Regions from separate parts of the Danio rerio genome. Here region 2 is linked to region 1. The links are chromatin contacts, called in public HiCAR-type maps. All regions are on one chromosome and are shown on one strand. The core of a region is the stretch at or near the end of the contact, and the rest is flanking DNA. Distances in the headings are between cores, read along the strand shown. Region 1 holds the start of ankef1b (ankyrin repeat and EF-hand domain containing 1b). Region 2 holds the start of gpn1 (GPN-loop GTPase 1).

The links. HiCAR-type assays count read pairs that join an accessible place to other places.
Region 2: a HiCAR-type map of caudal fin shows a contact between it and region 1, with 10 times the contacts expected there. The contact joins the promoter of gpn1 here to the promoter of ankef1b in region 1. A contact is called at or near these places in 6 of 18 Hi-C or Micro-C datasets (caudal fin, embryo, fibroblasts and 2 more) and 2 of 4 datasets of contacts at active chromatin or transcription factors (caudal fin and embryo).

The regions. Positions count from the first base shown.
Region 1 is chr17:13,609,552-13,612,088 of GRCz12tu, forward strand. ankef1b (ankyrin repeat and EF-hand domain containing 1b) reads right to left here and starts at 1,274. Exons shown (of 9, transcript XM_068214535.1): 1 at 1,155-1,274. The coding sequence starts at 1,274. khk (ketohexokinase) reads left to right here and starts at 977. Exons shown (of 8, transcript NM_001002636.1): 1 at 977-1,340; 2 at 1,509-1,625. The coding sequence starts at 1,249.
Region 2 is chr17:13,860,894-13,863,430 of GRCz12tu, forward strand. It overlaps gpn1 (GPN-loop GTPase 1), which reads left to right and starts at 1,272. Exons shown (of 14, transcript NM_001003633.1): 1 at 1,272-1,475; 2 at 1,679-1,772. The coding sequence starts at 1,443. LOC141378526 (a long non-coding RNA gene) reads right to left here and starts at 670. Exons shown (of 5, transcript XR_012393249.1): 1 at 581-670; 2 at 1-12.

The DNA.
Region 1 (2,537 bases), core at 24-2,523:
AGCTTGTTGTGCCTTGATGAGAGATAAACATATATAGGGCCGGATTTAACCAATAGGCAAGGTAAGCAGCCATTTAGGGCATCAGGAAATCAGGGGCCCCCAATAAAACCAAGAAGTTTCTATAAATAATATGTAACTTAAAGTAGTTTTCTATCATATTTTCTATGGTGAGGGTCTAACAAATAAAAATATATAATTGTTACATCCATGCAAATCTGTCTCGCTCCCCCAATCATGAATCAGTCCAGCAATACAGTCAGGTAATGATTTTGTTTTACAAACAAAAAAGTTTATTATTTTAGTTTCAGTCATTTTTAGTCATTTTAAGAATCAATTAATTTGAAAATGTAGAGATTATATTAAGATTAAAATCTAGAAACAAGATTATAGACGGACGGACGGACGGACGGACGGACGGACCGACAGACAGACAGACAGACAGACAGACAGACAGACAGACAGACAGACAGACAGACAGACAGACAGACAGACAGACAGACAGATAGATAGATAGATAGATAGATAGATAGATAGATAGATAGATAGATAGATTTTGGGCCCCCCAAATCACCAAATCCGCCCCTGAACATACACATAAAATGTAAAAAGTATTTAAATAATATTTAATATTAAAGACTGGAAATAAAATTTTAAAACGTAGACTAGATTGTTCGTTTGTTGTCATTTAAATCAATTTCCTTTGACGTTACTGCTAATTGGTCAAAATGTTCTTAGAGTTGAATTTATGAAACTGCCTAACGTTAAATATACATAAATATGTCGACATATTTATACATTATACAAACACGGGTACTTAAACGTAAATATGTAAGTTTAGAAAGTCAACAGATACGTTAACGTTATGCTTACCGAAACTCTCGTCAACTATCAGCACGCAGGAAACTGCCTAAAATACAACAGTATTTGTATATTTATAAAAGATAACGATGAATGAACAAATAATCTGTATGCCCGTGGAATAAAATACGTTTGTAAACAACTACAGGCATTACAGCACAAAAAAATTAACGGTAAGAGCTCGCATCGACACTCGGTAAACTTCGGAAATTATCGTGTCTTTCGTTCCGTTCGTGCTGGTACTTTCGGACACACTCGGTAAAAGCCGTCACACTTCGTATCAGTGTTTACCTCACCCATTCACTCAGAAAGAAAAATCTTCGGAATAGTGTGACGTTATGACCTCTCCTCCCAGGTCCATAGTTCAGGATTTCTTTCTGCAGGGAGAATATGGGAGAGAAAAAGATACTCTGCATTGGTTTGGTGTGTCTGGATATTATAAATGTTGTGGATAAATACCCGGAAGAAGATACTGATACCAGGTAATAGGAAATTCGGAAACTATCCCACAGCTTGTACAATATTACTATATCAGTGCACGTTTTGCGTTAGCATTCCTAAAGCATAACCACCCATATAGACTTGATATACCCTGCAGTTAATGTTGCATCACCGGTGTCATAAAATAACGCAATTGTTGATCATGTTAGGTGCGTGTCTCAGAGATGGCAGAGAGGAGGAAACGCATCAAACACGTGCACTGTTTTGTCTCTTCTCGGGGCCCCTTGTGCATTTATGGGGTCTTTGGCTCCTGGACCAGTAGCTGAGTAAGTGGTTTCTACCTACTGTTGTACAACGACATATTCAGGGTAACTATTTACAATAAAGTTCCATTAGTTAATGTATTTTATAATATAAAAGTGCACTTTTTACAATATTTATTTATCTTTTTTTATGATTAATTAATGAAAATGCAATCGCTCATTAATAGTTGTTGATAATTCATAGCGCATTAGATTGAGGTAAAGTTGGTTTTATGGTTTTATATTTGCACATTCGTTCATTTTATTGGTTCTTAAATTTTGTAGCACACTACTTTGAATATTTACATGCAAATATCACTTCAAAACAACATTAGCACTATTTAATTGACTGTAAACAATGTTGCACTTTGATAGTCATTCATTCATTTTCTTTCGGCTTAGTCCCTGTATTCATCAGGGGCCGGAAAGAACTGTCAACTTATCCAGCATATATTTTACGCAGCGGATGCCCTTCCAGCCGCAGCCCAACACTGGGAAACACCCATACACTCTTGCATTCACACTTATACACTATGGCCAAATTAGCTTATTCAATTCACCTATAGTGTATGTCTTTGGACTTGTGGGGGAAACTGGAGCACCCAGAGAAAACCCACGCCAACACAGGGAAAACATGCAAACTCCACACAGAAATGCCAACTGACCCAGTAGAGGCTCAAACCAGTGACTTTCTTGCTGTTAGGCGATTGTGGTTGTGACTGCGTCACCTTGATGATGACTACTTTGATAGTGATTGGCTGCTAATATGATATCCCTATTTAGAATTGGCAAATTATGCTTTTCTGAAATGATATTTGTGGACATATACATTTTTATCATCTTAATTCCAAATGAACAATAATCTATGTATAACTGAAAAGTTATATCCTTTGTTTTTTAATTAATTCATTTCATTAACATCCCAGCTAGGAGGGA
Region 2 (2,537 bases), core at 22-2,521, 250 kb after region 1:
ATTAATGCAGCACTGCCATGAAGAAGAGCAGAGCCGTATGGAAAAAAACACAAGTCGTCAGTGTTTGTGTTGATGCAGACAAGATAGATATAAGAGCTATTTTTGGTATATACAAACGGTGCCAGTAAATGCTTTTTAATCTGACTCAGGTCTCTCAGTTAACGACAAAAGCAGTAACAGAGAAAATGCATACGACACATATGTTTACTTATTTAATAATACTAGGTAGATAATTCTTGTAAAGAAACATTTGAGGTCATATTTTTGAGGTCATAAGTAAAACTAAATATTTTATGACAAATACACTTTTATTACTCTTCTAAATGTGCATAGATAAATGAAGACAAATAATGCATTACATGCATTTACATTTGCTTATTATTATTACTATTATTTTATTTTTTATTTTTTTTAACTAACTTAGATAATATTTTCACATCAATGTTCAGCATCGGGCCGACATTGGATTTTGCTAACTTTCTAACGCAACCTAAAAACAACAAAACATTAACGTCTAATGATGTTACATGACGTTGTGTGGACGTTATGTGACGTCTATGTTGGATTTTGGTTGCCATACCTGAGGGATAAATGTTAATATTTGACGCCAATATGGCGTTGGTTTAAGATGTTGGCTCGACGTTGGATTTTGGTCACTTTCCAACACAACCTAAAATAAACAAAATATCAACATTTCACGTCATTATTGGAGGTCAAAATAGCATTGTCCTTGAACGCTGGCGACCTAAATCTAACCTAATATTTACGTCTTATGATGCTGTGTGTCTGCTGGGTTGTGTTAGTTTAATTATTGGATTATTGTCGCTTTTTTGCAGGGGAAATGCTCACACCCATTTAAAGTAAAGACACACACACACACACACACACACACACAATAATTTCTGTGCTGTAAATTTACAATTGTATTTTTCCACATTACTGCAAAATGCTGACATATATGGATATTGATAATTGTTATGAATTCATTAATTTTCTTATCGGCTTAGTCCCTTTATTAATCTGCGGTTACCACAGCGGAATGAACGTTTTACGCAGTGGATGCCCTTCCAGCTGCAACCCATCACTGGGAAACACATTTACGTTCGAACCACTCGAACCCCCCTGTTATATTTATAAATTTGCTGATCATTTTGTCATTTAGTCACGTTTTATAAAGAGCAAACAAATCCTATTGACTCTGCTGCTCTCTAGTGGTCATAAGTCGCTACGCCAGAATGTTTTTCGTCTCTTTACGTCAGTAAACATTACTTGACGGTAAGTGTAGCAGCATGGCGACAGCAGCAGCAGGAAACAACGATGGAGCATCATGTGAAAGTGATAACATTAAAAATAGAGATCAAGATGATGAACCGACACCGAGCCAGAGTTCGTCTAACGAACACAGTACAGAACCGAAACCGGTGTGTCTCATAGTTCTGGGCATGGCAGGGTCAGGAAAAACTACTTTTGTGCAGGTAAGACTGACAGCGATACGATGGTGATAACAGATGTCTTAAATTATAATGATTTAACATTCACTTGACTAGATTACGATTCTGCCAATGTTATGTGTGATAATTGTGATGAGATAAACTGACAGTCGCCCAACTCCAATACTACGCATTAACTCGAGTCAGATTTTAACAAATTTCAAGTCATTTCTTTTTTTTTTCTCCAGAGGCTCACAGCTTACCTGCACTCCAAGAAAACTCCTCCATATGTCATCAATTTAGATCCTGCTGTTCACGAGGTCCCTTTTCCTGCCAACATCGGTAAGTCACATTAACGTTGCCCGTATTTCTATATAACTAAACGCTGCTGTTTGTTGATCCAGAGCAGGTGGCGCGAAAATCACTCACAGAGACCAACGATGACAGGATTAGTACATTGTTTACTTTTTTGTTTTGTTTTAAGAAACGCCAGACTAATTTGATAAAAGCTGTTGAATTATTGTCAACATGCATAATCACGTTGTTTTTGTGTGTGTTTAGCACTTTTAATAAAAACTAAATAATACACAAAATATTCTAGTGTGCACGTGTTTAATGTGACAAGACGTACGATATTTTAAAATAAAAAAATACTAGAACAATGTTTTGTATTTTGCTGAATTTTTACTATTTTTTACAAAATTGTGCCCAAATGTTTTAAAAGAATGGTCAAATCTAGAGAAATAAGCAGTTTTAGCTAGTGACATGGATCATATCCTGGGCTGCCTTCCACTCCACTTTTATGCCTTGTTTCCACTGAGTGTTATGATTCTGTACCCATCACCTTTTGGCCCATTTCCACTGAGTGGTGTAGTTCGGTTCTGTATGGGTCACCTTTTGGCCAGATTCCACTGAGTGTTATGGTTTGGTACAGTGCTTTTTTTGTTCATTTTCATTGGCTATTTCTCAATTTCAAGAACGCAGAGAACAGACTTGCGTTCTAGTGAAGACTGGTCTTGCCAGGTCACCTCAGAAGAACGAACTCAGGAGACCACGAGAACACGGAACATGTCCTGTAAGAAATGAGATGCTGTGTTCTTCCTGATG